Linked DNA regions of Mus musculus: all the other regions are linked to region 6. The links are chromatin contacts, called in public ChIA-PET, HiCAR-type, HiChIP or PLAC-seq and capture Hi-C maps. All regions are on one chromosome and are shown on one strand. Each heading gives the region's core, a stretch centred on a gene start, on an enhancer-like site or on the middle of the called end of the contact. The rest is flanking DNA. Distances are from core to core; before and after follow the strand shown. Region 1 holds the start of Efhd1 (EF hand domain containing 1). Region 2 overlaps Usp40 (ubiquitin specific peptidase 40). Region 3 holds the start of Eif4e2 (eukaryotic translation initiation factor 4E member 2). Region 4 has its middle 18 kb from the start of Efhd1. Region 5 overlaps Dgkd (diacylglycerol kinase, delta). Region 6 holds the start of Inpp5d (inositol polyphosphate-5-phosphatase D). Region 7 holds the start of Usp40 (ubiquitin specific peptidase 40).

The links. ChIA-PET counts read pairs in DNA pulled down with a chosen protein or histone mark. HiCAR-type assays count read pairs that join an accessible place to other places. HiChIP or PLAC-seq counts read pairs in DNA pulled down with a chosen protein or histone mark. Capture Hi-C pulls out chosen DNA fragments and counts their contacts.
Region 1: a contact with region 6 is called in a HiCAR-type map of astrocytes, with 2.1 times the contacts expected there. The contact joins the promoter of Efhd1 here to the promoter of Inpp5d in region 6. A contact is called at or near these places in 3 of 115 datasets of contacts at active chromatin or transcription factors (astrocytes, pancreatic cancer cells and pro-B cells) and 1 of 9 other capture datasets (macrophages).
Region 2: an H3K4me3 HiChIP or PLAC-seq map of fetal liver shows a contact between it and region 6, with 4 times the contacts expected there. The contact joins the enhancer-like site here to the promoter of Inpp5d in region 6. A contact is called at or near these places in 1 of 484 Hi-C or Micro-C datasets (the G1E-ER4 cell line), 4 of 115 datasets of contacts at active chromatin or transcription factors (acute myeloid leukemia, double positive thymocytes, extraembryonic endoderm stem cells and 1 more) and 2 of 9 other capture datasets (adipose tissue and liver).
Region 3: a contact with region 6 is called in an RNA polymerase II ChIA-PET map of memory CD8 T cells, with 69 read pairs. The contact joins the promoter of Eif4e2 here to the promoter of Inpp5d in region 6. A contact is called at or near these places in 2 of 39 promoter capture datasets (liver and pre-B cells), 8 of 115 datasets of contacts at active chromatin or transcription factors (the HPC-7 cell line, acute myeloid leukemia, double positive thymocytes and 5 more) and 1 of 9 other capture datasets (macrophages).
Region 4: an H3K27ac HiChIP or PLAC-seq map of double positive thymocytes shows a contact between it and region 6, with 3 times the contacts expected there. The contact joins the enhancer-like site here to the promoter of Inpp5d in region 6. A contact is called at or near these places in 2 of 484 Hi-C or Micro-C datasets (both in embryonic stem cells) and 6 of 115 datasets of contacts at active chromatin or transcription factors (the 230-238 cell line, double positive thymocytes, embryonic stem cells and 3 more).
Region 5: a contact with region 6 is called in an H3K27ac HiChIP or PLAC-seq map of regulatory T cell precursor, with 9 times the contacts expected there. The contact joins the enhancer-like site here to the promoter of Inpp5d in region 6. A contact is called at or near these places in 1 of 39 promoter capture datasets (pre-B cells), 2 of 484 Hi-C or Micro-C datasets (the G1E-ER4 cell line and embryonic stem cells), 8 of 115 datasets of contacts at active chromatin or transcription factors (acute myeloid leukemia, bone marrow-derived macrophages, double positive thymocytes and 5 more) and 3 of 9 other capture datasets (adipose tissue, liver and macrophages).
Region 7: a capture Hi-C map of macrophages shows a contact between it and region 6, with 3 times the contacts expected there. The contact joins the promoter of Usp40 here to the promoter of Inpp5d in region 6. A contact is called at or near these places in 2 of 39 promoter capture datasets (hippocampal neurons and pre-B cells), 5 of 115 datasets of contacts at active chromatin or transcription factors (double positive thymocytes, memory CD8 T cells, pro-B cells and 2 more) and 2 of 9 other capture datasets (liver and macrophages).

The regions. Positions count from the first base shown.
Region 1 is chr1:87,262,935-87,265,812 of GRCm38.p6, forward strand. Efhd1 (EF hand domain containing 1) reads left to right here and starts at 1,419. Exons shown (of 4, transcript NM_028889.3): 1 at 1,419-1,820. The coding sequence starts at 1,516.
Region 2 is chr1:87,959,603-87,962,302 of GRCm38.p6, forward strand. Usp40 (ubiquitin specific peptidase 40) reads right to left here. Exons shown (of 32, transcript NM_001198573.1): 24 at 187-261. Among named protein-coding and RNA genes, the nearest start is that of Usp40, 48 kb to the right of the region's middle. Within about 2 kb of position 1,294, at least 104 of the 459 cell types and tissues checked have an H3K27ac peak or open chromatin away from gene starts, as enhancers often do. A contact at or near this core is called in the G1E-ER4 cell line, acute myeloid leukemia, adipose tissue and 2 more, where this site is marked.
Region 3 is chr1:87,212,625-87,215,490 of GRCm38.p6, forward strand. It overlaps Eif4e2 (eukaryotic translation initiation factor 4E member 2), which reads left to right and starts at 1,290. Exons shown (of 7, transcript NM_001039170.1): 1 at 1,290-1,395. The coding sequence starts at 1,376.
Region 4 is chr1:87,244,978-87,247,747 of GRCm38.p6, forward strand. No RefSeq gene overlaps it. Among named protein-coding and RNA genes, the nearest start is that of Efhd1, 18 kb to the right of the region's middle. Within about 2 kb of position 1,389, at least 38 of the 459 cell types and tissues checked have an H3K27ac peak or open chromatin away from gene starts, as enhancers often do. A contact at or near this core is called in double positive thymocytes, where this site is marked.
Region 5 is chr1:87,933,747-87,936,533 of GRCm38.p6, forward strand. It overlaps Dgkd (diacylglycerol kinase, delta), which reads left to right. Exons shown (of 30, transcript NM_177646.3): 20 at 360-456; 21 at 648-755; 22 at 1,592-1,705; 23 at 2,538-2,672. Among named protein-coding and RNA genes, the nearest start is that of Usp40, 73 kb to the right of the region's middle. Within about 2 kb of position 1,480, at least 63 of the 459 cell types and tissues checked have an H3K27ac peak or open chromatin away from gene starts, as enhancers often do. A contact at or near this core is called in the G1E-ER4 cell line, bone marrow-derived macrophages, double positive thymocytes and 3 more, where this site is marked.
Region 6 is chr1:87,618,884-87,621,588 of GRCm38.p6, forward strand. It overlaps Inpp5d (inositol polyphosphate-5-phosphatase D), which reads left to right and starts at 1,429. Exons shown (of 27, transcript NM_010566.3): 1 at 1,429-1,748. The coding sequence starts at 1,606.
Region 7 is chr1:88,007,219-88,009,931 of GRCm38.p6, forward strand. It overlaps Usp40 (ubiquitin specific peptidase 40), which reads right to left and starts at 1,333. Exons shown (of 32, transcript NM_001198573.1): 1 at 1,220-1,333; 2 at 7-224. The coding sequence starts at 205.

The DNA of each region.
Region 1 (2,878 bases), core at 169-2,668, 360 kb before region 6:
CATACAGTCCAAGCTGCTAGAGTCGGAGTCCTGCCCCAACCTTCCAAGTAGAATCACAGGCTTATATGAGCCACCATGCACACCAAAAGTACCTTTATTTTTAATGACTTATTTTCTTGAACCACTTTTTAAAAGGTGTGTTTTACTTTGTGGATGCTAGGGATTGAACTCTTTTATGCCTCTTTTATGCTAAGCCCTCTGAGCTCCCCCCCCCAGCTCCCCCTTCCCCCTAACCCTTCCCCCGTTAATTTCTTGTGTTAATTTCTTGTTTGCTTTGTTCCGAAGCAGCGAAGCAGCGGGTCTTGCTGTGAACCCCAGGCTGGCTTCCTACCCTGGAATTCTCTTGTCTAAGCCTTCTGAGTGCTGGAGTTATAGGCGTGTACCCCAACACCCAGCTATTCGAATTCTAATCGAATTACGTTTTCATGAGAGCACGCAATGGCTCTGATTTTTCCCTGTGGCCCCCTAAGATGTGCAGGCAACCAACTCATGCCTTTCAGCGGTGCACACCACCGGGCTCATCACACACACTCCCCAGTCTGTGGCCCAAAACAAGTGGAGCAAAGCTGGTCCCCAGTGCAGCCACTATTGTGTTTACAGCTGCTTCTCCATGTTTGGCTGAGGGAACCCTCATTTGCACCACATCCTTCCTTAGGGAGAATGACGGCGGCTCTACTTGTTTTTACTTCAATCTCCTGTTTCAAAAGTTGCCTTATTTTCAAGCCTTTTCTAACCCCACTCTCCGCAGTGGTGGCTCTCACATTAAAAAAACAAAACAAACAAAAAAAAAGCCATACAGCCAAGATACTTGCCACATTTGGTCCCTTAACAAGACAACCCCCCCCCTTTTTTTTTCCCGGGAATCAGGAGATTTTTCTCACTTTATTTATGTCTAGTATTTTTAGATTGTTGTGGAAACATTTCAATGGTATATGAAAGGCACCTTCGTACTGCCAGGAGCATCTCCTACTCCAGGGCCTTAGGGCGACGACTGCTCGCTACACACGTGGGTGTGTTACCAGGCACGCTTAATTCTCCCATCTCAGAGGGTCCTAGGCCGCGAGCTCCCTGGTTGGAGCGCTTTGGAAGAGAATGGAACTGCCTGAACGGTTGCCAGACTTAACTCCCCAGTGTTTGCAACCAATTCCCTGGGGATCACCAGTTCCCAAAGGGCGGATTCTGGCGGCAAGAGCAAGAGTTGATTTCAGGGTCCATGTCTGGACTGGGGGACGGATTAGCATCAAGTCTCAGCTTATGAGAGGTTTAGGCAAACGCGACCCCTAGGACGCGCAGACACTCCCTTGTCCCCTGTCCAGTAGATAGTCCTACTGCACCCGCGCCTCCTTAAAGCCGCAGCTCCGCCCCGCCCGCCCCGCCTACCCACGGTTCTTTTCAACCGCCGGGCCCCGAGCGATTCCACCGAGCGTCAGAAAGCCACGAGCCCGCAAAGAGCGCACAACTCTCTGTCCCCGTACCGGATCGCGAACCTCAGTTCCATCACCACAACCCGCCATCATGTCCAGCGAGGAGCTGGCCTGCAAGCTGCAGCGCCGGTTGAGACTTGAGGTGCGGGCAGAGACCGACCAGGGCGACCCCCAGCCTGCACCCTGCGATGCCCCAGCCGGGCACCCGGAGCCTGAACCGCCTGCCCGGGCGCCCACAGCCAGCGCGGACTCCGAACTGAACCTCAAGCTGAGCCGCAGGCTGGACATCCACCAGGGTACAGCGCGGCCGGGCCGCTCTAAGGTCTTCAATCCCTACACCGAGTTCCCGGAGTTCAGCCGCCGCCTCCTGAAGGATCTGGAGAAGATGTTCAAAACGTGAGCGCTCGTCCTGCGCCCCCGAAGAACGGGGGATCCGAGACAGGGCACGGGGTGGCCGCGCAGCGAGTGGGACAGTGAGGAAGGAGGTGCAGGCGTTCAGGAGTGCACTGAGCATCTGGCCAAGTGCAGCCAGATCGTGCGCATCAAGTTCATTGCGCGCCATGGGGAACCTCGTCAGGCTGGGGATCTGACCCCGGCGGAGCTCAGAGGGTCCTACTCAAAAGCCCCCTCCCTGAGTCTCCTACTCCCCAGGGCGGGTCCCGCACCCTCCTCCACCCACAGATCCAGAGATTTGCTCCCGGAGCAACTTCTAGGAAGCGAGCCCGGGGCGCACCTCACCTGCCAGCCTTAATTTTATCCCTCAAGGGAGAAATTAGCTGGATTGTCTTTTATCTTATAAAACAAAGGAAACAGTTGACACACGTCTTCAGTAAGGGATGCGAGAAATGAAGGAAGGCTGAGAACAAGGTTGCTTTAAACTCGAAAGACACATAGGCGTCCCTAGACCAGTGCGGGCGGGCGGGGGGTGAGGGGTGGGGGGAGTGGCTGGCGCAGGAGCCTCCTGGGAGCGTCGCCTAGTCAGTTACTCTTCTAACCGGTGAATGGCAGATGCCTCTGGCTGGGAACTGGTGCCTGCCACTAGTCACTAGGGTGCTGCTGGAGCCTCATCACCCCTCAGAAGAGGAGGTCATGCAAAGACCCAGTAGGTGGCCTGTCACGTGAGAGGTCTCTTTGGCCTCATTTCCCCACTTGAAGAGGGAAAGCAGTAATGACTCTTGCTGCTTTTTCCCCTCCCTCCCCCGTTACTTTTCTTTCTAAGCGAGATGTGGTGACATTCTCGTCTAATCCCAACATTTGGTTTTGGGAAGCAGAGGTAATCTCTGAATCCGAGGCCAGCCATGGCTGCATAGTGACATTGTCTCAAAACAAAACAGAACGAAAAACCGCATGTATTTATTTACGGTGAGTGTGTATGCATGAGGAAGTGTCATGGCACATTCGTGGAGGTCAGAGGACACGTTGTGAGAATCAGTTCTCTCCCTCCACCACGCAGG
Region 2 (2,700 bases), core at 44-2,543, 340 kb after region 6:
GTATAGCTATTTTAATTTTATTTAGAAATTAGGAAGGAAATCTGCTTGACTGATAAGCTTTTTTGCAAAGCTGTCTATTTTTTTTTTTTTTGTAATGACTGCCTATATTTTCTCATTCCCTATTATCATAGTAATCAGAAAACAGTAACTTACTTACAAAACGGCCATTTAGAAACAGTATCTTACCGGAGGAGGAAGTTTCCCTTCAGTTAAAAGCAAAGTATCCCCAGAACGTATCATAAGCTCTTTCAGTGTTGCATCCTGGGAACACAGAAATTCTTTTTGTCACTTCTGAAATGAACAAAGAGACCATTGGATCTTTAAAAGTTTTATACTTCTATTATCTTCTCAAGAGATAAACAACCAAGCAGACACTGAAGACAAAGGAGATAAAACTAAGACTATGAATCAGAATACCATTATGTCTTAAGCTATGGGCACAGAACAGAAGAGCCACAAAGGATCTGAGGAAAGAGACAACAATTTGTGGAATGTAAGATGTCAGTGATTCTTGGAAAAAATGGCTGGGTTTGGAAACTAGAGGAAATAAGATAAAGAACTTTGTCAGGGGATAGGAGTTGGGGGTGGAGATAAAAAGAGGAACAAAGGGAAAGTCAGGGCTGACAACAGTCAAGAGCTGAGAGGCAGGAAGGCCCGAGTGCACAGCATCGGGTGGCAGGCAGCTGGACGTGAAGCACGGCAGAGAGTGAGCACTGCCTGGGGTGCAGGACAGAAATGACCACTGAAGATGGTTTGGGCTATGTATGAGGGGCTATGTGGGGACCACTTGCCAGGCCAGGAAAGCTGAGAAGTAATTTAGTTCAGAGGAAACAGCTCTCAAGGTCAAGCAGTGCGTGGTACTCTGGCAGTAGAAAGGGGCAAGGAGAGTAGAAAGGCCAGGACCAAATCTAAGAAAGACAAAGAAGAGACTGCCAAGTTTGAAAGGGACTTCAGCTTTGAAAACTATGAGCTTTGAGATGAACTGTCTAATACTGATTTGGGGACTGATTATGAAGAAAATACCCAGGCATGGTGGTGGATGCCTGTAATCCCAGCACTTGAAAGGCAGAGACAGGAGGGAGGAAGTCTGAGGCCAGCATCAGTTTGTTGTAATAGCCTGTCTCTGGAAAAACAGACAGTTGTGGGGCAAGTTGTGTCACCAGACAAAAATTGGAATGGTTGAGCAGATTCAGAAATCCTTACTTCTCGTATCTGAGAATGGTATACACGCCATTTACTCTCAAACCTGGCTACTGTACTGGAACATGTGACCGTGACACCGCACATGAGGATTGTGACCACTAGTCACTTAGCACAGAACAGAGTTCTCCATGCTAATGAGTTATCTAGATGGGCCAGCCAATAAGCTTCCCCTCCCAGACACCCCCTTTAATCTCTGGCCCACCCTGACTAAGTCATAGGGACCAATTTTCCAAGATGAACAATGAATAAACAGTTTGGAAAAAGACTGCCTCTCTCATCAAGAACTGCTGTGGGGGAAGCCTTCATCATACAGAACCATGCTGCTTAAGTCTCCTGCAGAAGGCTCCTTCTGCCCTTCGGACACAAAACTCACCCCTGAGCTAAGCTGGAGTTTTCCCCACTCCCATGGCCAGCCTGGGTGGCCCCCTCATTCCCAACTCTATATGGTTCCTAGTGGTGACTGGACACTGGGAGTTTGTGAAACCCTGCCTTCTTCACCTCAGCCTGTGCTGTTTCTCACTTGGGCCCCACATCTTAAGCTGCCTTCTGCCTTCTGCTTCCCCCAATGTAGCCTAGTTCCCTCCTGTTTTGTCTGCCGGAGTGGTATTTACAGACCCCAACTGTGGGGTAGAACTCGGACCCACAGACTACTAAGAGGCTACCTAATTTTAACACCTCAGAATTCTCTGAGACCTGCTTCTTACTCTCTTGGGTGCTCAGTGGACTTTACTGACTGGTAAAGTGTCTCAGTGCAAGCCCAGTTGTGCCTTTTTAAAAACATAAACCACTGCTGATCCCTAGACAGACAGGGGGAAGGCACACAGGGCCAGTGTGCTGACTCCAAGACAGCAGGAATGTAGGCGGGGAAGAGTGCTGACCACAGCTATCTAAGATGCCAGAGCTTCATTTGGCTACCTGCTGAGTGTAGATAAGGAGGTCTGATGCAATTTAAGACCAACCAACAGACTACATGGATTCCAACTGCTTAGACAGAATCTTTCCTGCTGCTGGACCATGTAGAGACATTTACTTACAGAAACATTTGTGATCAAAGTATTTGGAGGTTGGAGTTCAAATGTCTTCAAAAGCTTTCCGGCATCCTTGTGCCATCTGCTCTCTGAAATTCTCTGCTTGTTGAACTACTACTCAAGCTTTCCTGCCCACCAGAGGGGTTTGCCACTCATGTCAGACTGTTCCTACCTAGCCCACACTTGCCATTTATCAGAAAACCAGTGGGAAAAAGTGAACATAAATAGACACATTTATAGAGTTTTTTTGTATGCTAAGAAAGAATAAAACTTTTCTTTATTTTAGAATTGCTCCTACAATGGGAAGAGGGAATTGTGTATGAAACTATGGAATAAGCTTAACCATTTTTTAAGAGTAAAATGTAGAAGGGATGGGCTGGCAAGATGGCTCAGTGGGTAGGGGAGCTTGCTACCAAGCCAGGAGAACTTGGACCCACAACATAAAGGCAGAATGAGAGAACTGACTGCA
Region 3 (2,866 bases), core at 40-2,539, 410 kb before region 6:
TCTCCCCCCCCCCCATTGTTAGAAATTCTTCACAGTATGGATAGTCAAGAGGCACTGTTCAAAATAAAATAAAATAAAATAAAATAAAAAACAAACAAAGCCAGGCAGTGGTGGCACACGCCTTTAATCCCAGCACTTGGGAGGCAGAGGCAGGTGAATTTCTGAGTTCGAGGCCAGCCTGGTCTACAGAGTGAGTTCCAGGACAGCCAGGGCTACACAGAGAAACCGTGTCTCGGAAAAAAAAAAAAAAGGCCCTGTTCACCTGACCCACATTTCACATGAGCAAGCTGGGGTCCAGAGTAAGAGGAACTCTCTAGAACACTCCTTTATAGGGTTCAAATTTCCATCTCTGATCCAATCTCAGACACTGTAAGAAAGACTCCTAGCCCTGCAAATTCCTTTCGTCCTCTCTCTTCTCAAAAGCCAGAGTACTTGCAAGGCTAGGCCCAAAGCCACTGGGCTGGGTGTGACAGGAGAGCTTCCTCAGCCTCCCTTACATGCCAGGCAATAGGATGATCCCCTGAGGTCTTCCTGAGGAGAAAAAGCGTGACCTTGCTGAGTGACCAGGGGACAACCACGGGCCAGTCCTGGGACACTTTCCTCACCTGTAAATACAGGCACGAACATCAATTTCTACCCCTCCTCTCTGGTGATTAAAAATAAACATCTAACAATGTAATATGTTCAGCAGATGGGTCAGGAAAATGCGTGCCTCATAGCTCTGGAGTTACATCACCAACTAGGGAATTTATTCCTGTGTATGTGATGTGGTTTTGGACAGTCCTTAGGAGTGTGGGGACAATGACTTCAGTTGAGGAGGCAATGATGAGTGAGACCATCTCGGTCCTCAGTAAGTTTGTCACCCTGGTTCGACTCCCCCCACCCCCCACTTCACCCAATATATAGGGAAGGTCTTAATGTATCCCAGGCTGTCCTCGAACTCACTATGTTGGTTAGGCAGGTCTGGATCTTCCTGCTGCCATTTCCCAAGAGCCAGAATTGCAAGTTTGTTTGTAGTGCTCTCTCGTCCTCTCCAAACACCAAGAGCAAAGGATCAACTGCCAGAGAATACCATTTACTAAAGGTTACTATGCCTGACATTTTCCCCCTGGAATCCACGGGGAGGTTAAAGTGGATGGCCGGCAGCCTGCGTAGACAATGCTCAGTGCAAGCAGCCACACCAAGACAGCCCCGGTCGGAACAAGCGCTGTCGTCCCGGGCCACCCGTCCGGGAAAGAGGCCCCGCCCAAGGCCTGAGCACTGACGTTCCGCTGAGCGCCTCGCCAGCCAACCGGAAGTAGCCGGGCCCTTAGCGATGGGACCCGGTAGAGCGGAAGTCACTCCGTGAGGCAGTGGCGACAGCGGCGGCAAGAGGATGAACAACAAGTTCGACGCGTGAGTGGCGCGTGGCCGACCCCGGGGCCCCTTCCCCCAACCGTCCCCCGGGACCGCTCCCGCCGGGGCCGGGCGCGCCCTCAGCCGAGCCGCTCGCTCCCGGGCCGCCGCAGCCCGAGCCTTCCTGCGCCCGCGGGCCCGACGGGGCCGGGAGAGCGCGGCCGAGGTCGCCGGGACCCCTGAGCCGCTGGACCCCGGCGCGGCACGGGCCGGGGGAGGGGAGGCCGCGCCGCCCGGAAGGAGATTTTCGGACGCCCCGCCCTGGTGGGTGCGGGCTGCCGGCGGCGTGGAGGGGCGGGACCTCAGCGCTTCGGGTGTTTCCGCAGCCTTGCTGCCTTCTCTCTGAACGCGGCTTCCCTCCCGCACTCGCTCGGCGTCCTGGGAAGGTCACCTCTCCCTTCCGAGCCTCGATTTTGTCTTCTGCAAGCGGGGACGGTAACAGAGCCCGTGTCGTAGAGTTGGGCAGCTGCGATGAGGTAATGGGGCAGCCGCGCTGAGTACTGTGGCCTCTCGAGTACGGAATGCTTTTCATCTGAGATTCTTCCTGCTTCCTCCCCGACCACCACCCTCCCTTCATCCCCCACCCCGTCCCTGTCTTTCAACTCTTAGTGGCTGCCCACCCCTGCATTCATCTCCAATTCCCGCAGCGAACAGTTGGGAAGTACAGAGAAGAAATATGTGTTGGGGTGGGGGATGGGGGGGTGAGAACATTCCCCTCCTAACGATTAAATCTTTTAGCATTTAAAAGTAATTTTCGTTTTCATCTAGCCCCACTTAAGTTAGTGTTTCACAAGAATTGTATCCCTGGGTAGATTGCAGTGCTCCCTCCTCTCTATGGTTTGTAGTGATCAAATCTGGTTTATCATTCAAAGGCCTACATTTTTAGTTTTAAGCCCACCAGCTGTTTGACAGTACAAAAGTCCTCCAGTCTGAGCCATCGATCTCACCTCTGTAGTGGTTAGGACCGGAAGGACCACATCACGCTCTGCAATACTTAGAGGTACTGTGTAAAATGCTGAGCATGAGCTGTGAAGGGAAAGTGGACTCACTGATAGGTGGTGAAGCTGCAGGTTTTCAATACAGTGAGTTCAGAGGTGCAGACTCAGGAAGTACTGGGATGGGGATTCCAGTTGTACAGCCAGCTCTTCCTTAGGTTTTCATGGTGGCTGAGTGAGCTCTGCTTCTTGAGAAAAGACCTGATGTCTTCTCCACCTTGCTTATTAGCAGAGTCCAGCAGGATAGAGATCCATTGGTCTCCTGTCATAGGCCCTGCAATACCTAGCTTCATACCTGCAGCCCTTCCTCCCTTCTTCTCCTATTGGAACAAATCAAACTGCATCCTAAGAAGATAGTTTTTAGGTTGCCTGTCTTGAATAAGGATGGTTATGTTGGCCACTGTCGTCGTCACTGTTCTGTTGCTGTTGAAGAGATGCCATGACCAGGCAACTGTTTTTTTGTTGTTGTTGTTTTT
Region 4 (2,770 bases), core at 139-2,638, 370 kb before region 6:
AACACTATGTAGACAAGGCTGTCCTTGAACGCTCGGTGATCCTCCTGCTTCAACATCCCAGCTCCTGGGAGGAGAGAAGACCTTGGCAACAAGGGTCACGAGCAAGGGAAGACCAACTGTAGTGTTCACAGGAGTGGAGAAGTGCTCGAGTTCCCAGTGGCCAGAGTCAGTCTTGATTTAACTGCAGAGATGGGGGCCAGTTCCTGGTGCCACACCTTGAAAGTGAGGTGACGTTAGCCAAGAAGAGAAGGCCTTGCCTGGCCTGTTCTTCAAGGCTTGAATACAAGTCTTCAAAAGACTAGAGAAGTTTCCAATTGAGAGTTCAGCTTGCCATAAAAGCTCCGATGCTCTTTAAAGGCACATGGCATAGTCCACCTGCCAAAACCATAAATTTCACAGTGTTTGGTACCCAATAAAAATTCCTTGACATAGGAGGAGGAAGCAGAGAATGCCTTAGTCTGAAGAACAGACACTATAAATAGGCTCAACAAGGGCAAAGACTCCAAATTTCCATTTTAAATGAGTTTCCAACTAACATTCCCTAGTGAAGATTGGAACTAAAATCCCTCTTTTTGTCTCCTTGCTGTTGCCCCCTTCCTGTTCCCACCTAGCAGTGAGCTGTGGCCAGTGGCCCCCAAGAGTAGATCAGCCCTGCAAAGTGACCTTATCTTACCACACCAGGCCCCTTTGCCATTTCCAGTGTCACCTCCAGAAAGTCCTCCCTGGCCTCCTGTGAAACGTTCTTGCTGCCTTGTTTTTTGTTTTGTTTTGTTTTTCCTTCCTTGCCATTTATTTATTTATTTATTTATTTATTTATTTATTTTTTTAGATTTATTTATTTATTATATGTCAGTACACTGTAGCTGTCTTCAGACACTCCAGAAGAGGGCGTCAGATCTTGTTACAGATGGTTGTGAGCCACCATGTAAGGTTGCTGGGATTTGAACTCCAGACCTTCGGAAGAGCAGTCGGGTGCTCTTACCCACTGAGCCATCTCACCAGCCCCTCCTTGCCATTTATTGCAGTGCATGCTGAATTTGTGTGAGTCCTTAAAATCGTCTCTCTTAGAGAATATAAACTGGGGCCTGGTGTGCTCTTGAATCTCCGAGAGGAAGTAGCACCTGGTTCAGTCTTAGGTGAAGGAAGCATACAGTACGCCAGCCGGAAGCTCATTAGCTGCGGGAACAAATCATTCAGCAGCTGCTCTCCGCAGTCTTTCGTCAGGTCAGGAACTGTGGCGCAGAAGACATCGTCTTCAATGTGAGTCGTTCCCGGGGCACAAAATGCAAAGTGCAGCCTGTGCTCTTTAAAGCCCTTGGTCAATACTGCTGTCCAGGTTGGTTTTGGTCCTGTCTCCACTGGGTGCACGGTTATGCCCAGCTGCTTCCACTAGGGGGCACTCCAGGACCCCAGTTCCCGCAGGGTAGTGGGTTTGCTCTGTCTGTGCAGGTCAGTCTCCTAGAGAGAATGAAACACGAAATCTAGATAGCCTGCGACCCTCCCGACGAGCATAGTGACATGGATCTTACCTGTCCAAGGAAAAAGGTGGCTTCCTCACCTTAATCCTCTGCGTCCCAAGCCGGGTCTCCTGGAGAAATGAAGGGCAGGGTATGGCCCTGGGCATCCATGCCGACCCCTTTCCTTAAAGCAGGGGAACTCCAGCTCTCTCCATTCTCACAGAAGCAGGACCTATCACAATCTTCTCTCCTCTTCCCCTTGATCCTCCTCCTCCTCCTCCTCCTCTTTCTTTCCCTCTCCCTCTTCCCTCTCCTCCCTCCCTCTCCCTCTTCCCTCTCCTCCCTCCCTCTCCCTCTTCCCTCTCCTCCCTCCCTCTCCCTCTTCCCTCTCCTCCCTCTCCCTCTCCCTCTTCCCTCTTCCCTCTTCCCTCTCCCCCTCCTCCTCCCCCTCCCCCTCCCCCTCCCCCTCCCCCTCCCCCTCCCTCTCCCTCTCCCTCTCCCTCTCCCTCTCCCCTATGCCACCACTTTGGAAGGTATTTTTGGCTTTGCTAATTAAAAAATAACATTAGTTCAATGTTCTTTTGAGGCGCTGGGAGGCAAACCCAGAGGTTCAGTCATGCCAGGCAAATGCTTTATTACAAATGACACCCCAGCACCCCGAGTTTTGTTTTGTTTGCTTATTTACATGAAAGGAAACAGTAGAGTAATTTTGCAATTACCTGGGTAAAAGAGAGGAAAAAACCTCCTTTGCAGATTATAGAAAAGGAAAGTGATTGGAGGGAACTTCAAGAAGAAAAGCAGGAGGCTGGGCATGGTAGCGCATGCCTTTAGTCCCAGCACTCGGGAGGCAGAGGCAGGAGGATTTCTGAGTTCGAGGCCAGCCCGGTCTACAAAGTGAGTTCCAGGATAGCCAGGACTAAACAGAGAAACCCTGTCTTGAACCCCCTCCCCCCAAAAAAAGCAGGAAGTGCAGTGACGCATTCAAACATCTCATTATCGCGATACTAGCAAATGGATAGGACTGAACATTGGTCGGACCCTTAGGACATGGATATGACTGAATCTGTGCCATTAAATATTAGAGATGATGATGACCACAACAACGACCATGAAGGTTTTTCAAGACATAGTTTCCCTGTGGAAACCTCGCTGCCCTGGAACTAGATCTGTAGACGAGGCTGGCCTTGAACTCAGAGATATCAGCCTGCCTTTGCCTCCCAAATGCTAAGATTAAAGGCGTGTACCACCACCACCCAGTTAGAGATGATTTATTTTTTAAAGATTTAATTTTGCTTGTGTGTCCCTGTGCATAT
Region 5 (2,787 bases), core at 230-2,729, 310 kb after region 6:
TGGGCCTAAGGTTAAATACCTTTTGCAGGGAGGAGTATCTGGGAAGGAGAGCTTGATTGGCTAAGCCCCTCAGGCCTTTAGGTACCTCATTTAAATGGAGCTCTGTCTTGAGGCTATGTGATCTATGGGTCAGGTTGATGGTCACATAATTATGGAGAGCTAAGGCCTCATATCAGGACCCTGGTGTCTAGAAGTGTGGCAGACAAGCGACTTCTGTCCCTTGCTGGGTATCTGGGGTTTAAATCTAGCTCAATTAGAAACCAGGCTGCCTTTTGAGGTCGCACAAGTCCCCAGGCTTCATAACAGTAACTCAGGTTATTGTAAGAGAGCCCTGTCCAAGGTGGCACTTCTGTTTCTAGGAGTAGGACTAAGAACATGATGTGGTATGGTGTCCTTGGCACCAAAGAGCTGCTGCACAGAACCTACAGGAACCTGGAACAAAAGGTCCTGCTGGAGGTGAGTGGTAGCCTCCTGGCCTGGTGGGTGACCTCCCAACCTTGGTTAGAGATGAGTTCTACTGAGCCTTGCCTGATCGTCCCTGAGGAGCCTTGCCTTGCCACAGGCCCAGCATATTAAATTGGTGCTAGGAAGAACTGGCACATACTGAGTACTGCTCTTTTCTCTCCATCTGCCTTTCTGCGGCGCAGTGTGATGGCCGCCCTATTCCCCTCCCGAGTCTTCAAGGAATTGCTGTCCTCAACATTCCCAGCTATGCTGGAGGGACCAACTTCTGGGGGGGCACCAAGGAAGATGATGTACGTATGGGGTTTGAGGTGGGTGGGCTGGGCTTAGCAAGGTCAGTGAGGCATGACTAGATGGGATATCTCCTTGGTCCTAACAGTGGGCATGGTGGAGGACCAGATAGACAGGTTCCCTCACCAATCGGCCTGGTGTCTAGAAGGCAGGTCTAGCACAAGATCAAGTGAGAAGCAGCTGAGACTTGAAGGAGAACTTAAATTGTCCGAATTGGCAGGCACTAGATGGAGAGTATCCTGTTTTGGCAGAAGAAAGGAGATGTGGAAGCTCAGAAGCAAGAAGGGGCAAAGTATATAGAGAACAGTTCCCCAAGTGCAGTGTGGAATATGTGCATGGAGGAGGGAGATGCCTGTAGGGCCTGCATTGTATGAGGCAGTAGAAGCCAAAGGCAGGAGTCTGGAGTTTATGTCAAGAACATAGGAAGATATTGACGGGCTTTAACCAAGGTTTGCATGTAATTAAAAAGCCAGCTTGGCACTTACTGCAGACTTATTTGTAGGCCACTGTTCTAAGTACCTGGAACCTGTTTGCACGTTCATTTTATATACCTCCCCCTCCTAAGGAGCAAGCAGTGTCATCTCCCTCTGAAGGACGGAGGACATGACTAACTTGCCTGAGGGCTCATGTCTAATAAATAGCACGTTTGAGGGCTAGTCTCAGGCATTGGGCTTCTGGGTAACAGATACCCAACCCTGCACTTCATTTACCACCATCACTGTACCATGTGTGGGTGTGGGCTTGTCTGTCTCACCAGAACCCCCAGAACAGGAAGCAGAGCAAGAGGGAGACGCGTTTGGGGAAGTGAGGCAGACAGCTTTCATGCTGGCCCTTTCAGACTTTTGCAGCTCCATCATTCGATGATAAGATTCTGGAGGTGGTTGCTGTGTTCGGCAGCATGCAGATGGCTGTGTCTCGTGTAATTAAGCTACAGCATCATCGGATTGCCCAGGTACTGGCCATGCTGTTCGATAGGTCTAGCCCACCCCCTTCTAGGACTCATCCCTGTTTGGAGAGGCAGGGTTTGGCCTAGGATGCTTGGATTTGCTCACAGTAGAGACCCAAGAGAGATGCCTAACTAGGACCTTAGAGGCAGCCCCACTCTGCCTCCCTCTCCCACTGAGTGCTCTGAGTCTTGCTGAGGTAGAAAAGGCCCAGATGAGCCTGGTCTGCTGCAAGAAGCAGTGCACCTTGGACATGGATCTGTCTGTGGCGATGACTAAGCCCACCGGGGCTTGACAGACAGCTCTGAGGTTAGCTAGAGAGGGCAGTTAGGTCAGGGCTCTTGGCTTTAATTCTGACAGCACTGAAGAGCTGGTACAGGTCCACCCACTTTGGGGGTGCAGGGAAGGAGTAACTGTACATACAGTGCAGTGCTGATAAGATCTGTTGGGTCTTCCTGCATTCTCTTGGTCCCCAACACTCAGCTGTTTAAAGTTTACCTTTTTGTTTTTGTGCACATTTTTGTAAAGAGTTGCAGAAGCTTTATCATCTGATGTTAGATTTTGCTCTGCCCAGGGATGTTTACATCTGGCAAGGACCATGACTCTTTGACCCCTTTAGCCTGATATCCGTATCTGTACCCAAGATCTTCTGGTTATACCTATCCCAGATGTGTGGGGAGGGAACAGTAGGGGCAGAGGGGGCAACAGAGCAGAGGCTAGAAAAGGAGGCCAAGTAAATGGCTGTGGGTAAGGAGTGGGAGTGCAGACACTCAGAGCAGCAAGGCCTGTGGGTGCTTTAAATCTCCTGGCACGGGAATAACAGTCTGGCATCTGTTTAAGTGTCGCACAGTGAAGATCTCCATCCTGGGGGATGAAGGCGTGCCTGTGCAGGTGGATGGGGAAGCCTGGATCCAGCCACCTGGGTACATTCGGATCGTGCACAAGAACAGGGCGCAGACATTGACCAGAGACAGGGTAAGAGCAATTGCCATCGAGGCCTGGTGGGGTCTGGGTTACCAGTGGCTTACTCATGGGCTCACCTGTACATTCATAAAAGAGGCAAAAGGGTTTCATCTTTGTTCTTGGATTT
Region 6 (2,705 bases), core at 179-2,678:
AGCTCCTGCTTCCTGACCTGCTTGAGTTCCAGTCCTGACTTCCTTTGGTGATGAACAGCAGTATGGAAGTGTAAGCCGAATAAACCCTTTCCTCCCCAACTTGCTTCTTGGTCATGATGTTTGTGCAGGAATAGAAACCCTGACTAAGACAATGTGTTAGACAGAGATTTCCTAAGGAGGGCTGCATGGGGTACTGTGAACTTGAGAGGACTCCATGAAGGGTCCCTTGTAGAGTTAGAGTTAACATCTTCAGCCTCCAGGTGGCAAAATCAGAATGTAGACGTGAGCTCTTGTCGAGACCATGTCCCCTCCCTCTGGCTCAGGACCTGGCTGGAGTACTCTACCCACTCTCAGATTTCCCACCAGCTGTGCCCTGCAGGCCCCAAGCTCCTGCCATGGATGACATCAACACAGCTCCCATGTCCTCCACACACCAGAGCTCCTTTCTGAATTACACCCTGCAGTCTAAAGAAAACTGAGGCTGAGAGCGATAAGCTCAACCAAGCTCCAGTATGTGCGTGCATGTGTGTGTAGGGGGGTGCCTGGCTTAGGTCTGTTGTCACATCTAACGTGACAAGGTTCAGATGAAGGAGTGAACAATCACCACTTCTGCCGTAAGCCAGCACTTCCCTTGGTGGGCCTGGCCTGAGGAACAAGGTCACCCAGCTCTGGGATCAAAGGGACAGTGGCTACCTTAGTACCTGCAGAACTCAGCTAGTACTGAACGGTGACCTTTAAGGGGTGAGCAAACATAGCCATGTCTAGCCACAGAGGGAATAGCCTGACTGGCCATTTGGGCTTCTGCAGTGCAGAACGCGGTAACATATATCACCAAAGTGGCCAGCTTGCACCATAGGGACATGTAAGCCCTTCCGTGAGCCCCAGGTGCCCAGCAGAGGTCCAGAGGGGCCAAACCAGACTGTTTTAGCTAGGGAATAGTGTTGCTCACAGTGGGCTGGGTCTTCTGACATCAACTAGCTTCATTAAAACAACCCCTACAGATGTATCCACAGGCTAGCCCAATGCAGACGTTCCCTCATGGAGATTCTCTTCCTGGGCAATCCTATGTTGTGTCAAGTTGACAGTTAAAGCTCACCATCACAAGTATGCTGGGTGGCGCTGGGGAAAACTGTGACCACCCTTGTGGACATCAGCAAAGGTTTCTGAGAGCCATGCCTTTGGCCTATTCACAAATGTTGGGCCAGGCTTGAGAAGTCAGCCATGAAACCTGACGCTAAAAGAGCCCTTGCGTCCCTCGTGTGGAACTTCGGCTGATAATGGACGCTTCTGGAGGTTAGGTCCCATTCAGGGGAAATAGAGAGCCAGTGAGTGAGAGGGTGGAGCAGGCAGCCAGTGCTGGCTGGGTGGGAAGGTAGATGATGCCCCCCCCCCACTTGGTTTCTATAATGAGGAAGTTCTGTGCAGCTCAGTTTCCTCTCCCTCGCTGAGTGCCTGAAACAGGAAGTCAGTCAGTTAAGCTGGTAGGAGCAGCAGAGGCAATTTCTGAGAGGCAACAGGCGGCAGGTCTCAGCCTAGAGAGGGCCCTGAACTACTTTGCTGGAGTGTCCGTCCTGGGAGTGGCTGCTGACCCAGTCCAGGAGACCCATGCCTGCCATGGTCCCTGGGTGGAACCATGGCAACATCACCCGCTCCAAGGCAGAGGAGCTACTTTCCAGAGCCGGCAAGGACGGGAGCTTCCTTGTGCGTGCCAGCGAGTCCATCCCCCGGGCCTACGCACTCTGCGTGCTGTGAGTACCCGTCTCCTCCCAACTGTCAGATCCAGGGACCACTGAGGTGTGGATCCAAAGGGGGAACCCCTGTAATGGGAGTTTGAGTTAGGTTTATGTCATAGGATGGTGGGACGTGACTGGCACTTCGTTGCCCTGTGGGGAGGGGAGAAGGGGGGGCAGCATCTGAGGCCCACTTTGGACCTTGGCGTTCGAGTTCAGGGAGCCTGTGTCATGACAGGCTTGTGTGGTGCTAGGGCTCTCTGAGTGACTCTGGGCCTCCCCTATACTGCAGCCCTCCATGACCTGTGGTGCCAGGGGTCTCCGTGAGTTCCTGTGGCAGGAGCAGGGACAGAGTCAGGAAGAAACTCAGGCCTCTCTGGTGGAGGGTGTATTGGAATGCATTTTGGTCAGCTCAAGCGTCAGTCAGGGACTCAGTGAAGGGCAACCTTGGCAAAAGGGTCCCCTCCTCCACCCTGCTAGTATGTGGTCTTAGAGCTAATTCTATTTGGGGAGCTGAGTCCGGGGTGCATTTAATCAGGATAGGATTCCTCGTGTACACATTTTACTCTAGGCTGCAAGGACACAGGAAGCCACAGAGCTGCTCTCTGAGTAGGTCTCTGTCCCTCCTTGCACTCAGCTATGTCCCTCCCTATCCAGGTCTCTGCCCCCGTTGGTACCCCCCCACAGCCCAGTGTGAAGATGTTGCTGAATATGCTGGTTATCCTAACAACAGAGGAAACAGCCACTTGCTGAAGGTTCCTTTTTAACACTCCGTCCGTCTAGCGTCTTCTGAGGAAGGCCGCCACCCCTATAGTCCTGTGGTCAGACCCTGTCCAGGCTTCAGGCTGGAGCAGGGCAGGAACACTGTCAGGAAGGGTGTGCCTACTTGAACAGCACAGGTACCATCTGATAGATTGTCCCTGGACTGAGAGAAAGATCTTTCAGAGCAGCTAGCTGCCCCCCCCCCAATCTTCA
Region 7 (2,713 bases), core at 83-2,582, 390 kb after region 6:
GCATACCTCTGAATTCAGGTGTGAAATGAAGCGTCTGAAGAAGGGAGCTGAGGTAACAGGTTCCACCCTGATTTCTGATTCCACTTAAATTGGTGAATTCTCTAGGGGCAGGCGGCTCCAAACCTTTAGTCTTTAATTTCTTCCCTCTTCCATACTGACTACTTGACACACTGGAATAATCCTCTTCAAATAGGTTCCCAAACATGGTGGAACTAAACGCTATCCTTTAAAGAAAATATGTTACATAAATGTTTCCATTCTTTAAATGTACCTCCACCCCCAATTTTCTCTTATTATTCGAGCGTAGCTGTTTTGTTAAATCGTTCTTCAGAAAACACAGTAGTTTGTGTTTTGGAGAAAGCGAGACCTGACTTGTCTTTCCTACCTACACGGGGTCCTGATTAACCTGTGTGATCCTGGACAAGTTATTTTAGCTAACATTTACTTCTATGTAAAATGGGGCTGCGTATTTTTCATAGGTAAATTAAACCAGTCACATGACAAAAGAAAGGTTACTGAGTACAAAGGGCTTGACCCACAAGAACCGATAACTATTCTTGGATTCCACATCACTAAATGAGGGGGGGGGGGAGAGAAGGGGAGGAGCCTTCATCAATTATGAAATCTCAGCTTCCCCCATCCCTTCATACACAGTACCAGATCACAGCGTTTCAGTGACTTAACCCTATCACATTAATCTTGACAGTAGTTTCAGCACTTTGGCCCTAAACTAGAGAGCCAGGAGTAAGTACCTTGAGGAAGAAAAACTCTGGTCATTAGAGCCATGGAGTCCAATGGCCTTCCAAAACATACCCAGGAATCCAACTGCAGAAGTGGGGACCTGCGGGAATCTGTTCTGTTTCTTGTGTGGGGAAGGGACATTTGGGGTAAAACGCTGAGAACACTCTCTTAAGTGATAGGAATGGCCAAAATGCAGTTTTCTTCCTTCCCAACACAGTCCTCTGAACAAAAGCTCAAGAAATGGAACTCGCGAGGCAGGCCTCGAGCTAGCTCGCGGGCTGGCTTCCCGTCACGCCGCTCCAGAGGCCTTGCCGCCCACCAAGCCGCCCAGCGCCCAGGAGCGCGACCAGGCGCGCGTCCCCGCGGCCCGACCCCTGACGCGCTGCCAGCAGAGGCCCGGCGTCTCTCCCCAGGCCGCCGGCGTCGTCCCTACGCTGCCCTCGTCCCTCCCTGCGCCCAGTTCCCCAGCCCCACTTACTGCCTATAGCCCAGACCCCCGCCCCGGCCACAGCACAGAGTAAACGAACTCGCTCCGAACGGGCACCGCCATGCCGAGGAGGCCGTGTCTCTGGAAAGTGATTTCCAACCACCCACCCCCACCCCAGATGCGACTACACTTCCCAGGGTGCGTCGCGCCACGCGGAGATTTATGGGTAGTTATACTGCTCTTTTTCCAGACGGCTTACAAGTTAAAATTTGTATTTATTGCTGCCTGCAAAAAGCGTTGGAGCCACATTCTGTTAGAGCTTTCACCATTTAAGTGGAGTATGTATTTATATAGTCTCTGCTCTAGGATAACAAAAGAACCTTAAAACAGTTTTTCCTCTTCAAAGTATATCTCTGATACAAAACTTGTGAAAATGCTCTACGTTCTGTGAACCTTCTTACATCGCCTTCAATCCACCTTAAGTAGTTTATATATAACCATGCAAGCATGTATGCACACAAAACTGTCTGTCCTGCTGGAGCTCTTCGGATAGGTTACTTCCCATCCTTTGCACAGACCCCATTTGTATCTCCCTCGTCTCCTCCAACCTCTATCAGGATGTGAATGAAGGAAACAGGTGAAATCTAATTTTTATTTCAGCTGAGAGTTTAAGAGATGGAGAACAGGAATAAAGATGGAGGGTGATGGGGGTTGAGGGTGGCAGAGTCCAAGTGACCATCAGTCCAAGGGATTTGTCTTTGGAACATTTGAGGGAGGCTGGTGTGGCTAGAACGCTGAGGAAGTGTTGGGAGGAAAGGACTGGAGATGACCATTGGCTAGGAATAAGGGGTCTGGGCCAGGAAATGGACTGGGAGAGTACACAGCTCTCAGTACTCCAGGTGGAGGACCACTTTGCTTTTTAGCAACCTCCCCTTCACTTTGCTTTCCTGGCCATATCTCTTTCTGTCTTATGGTACTTTATCCTCCTATTTAAAAATCACAGCTATACCTTAAACTTTTATTCCCTGACCAAAACTCAACACTGTAAGCCAAGATCCACAGGCATAGGTGGCTTCCCTCTGGGCAGCTATATCCCCTTACACCCATGTGCTTGTTAGTTAGGTTTTGATTACTTTTTTTTTTTCTTGGTAGGTTGTTTGTTTTTGTACTTTATTTTGTTTTGTTTGTAAACGGGACACAAGCTAGGGTCACATGGAAAGAGGGAACAGATGCTGAGAGAATACCTCTATAAGATTGGCCTGGAGGCAAGTGTGGGGACATTTTCTTGATGAATGATTAATGTGGGAGGACCCAGCCCACTATGGGTGGTGCCAACCTTGGGAAGGTGGACCTGGGTTGTATAAAAAACAAACTGAGTGACCCAGAGGGAACAAGCCAGAGAGCAGGGTTTCTCCATGGCCTCCACTTCAGGTTCTGCCTCTAGTCCCTGCCTTGAGTTGCTGCCCTGCCTTGAGTTCGTGATGAACTGTGAGCTGTCTGAAATGAACCCTTTTCTCCCCACGTTGCTTTTACTGGTGGTGTTCA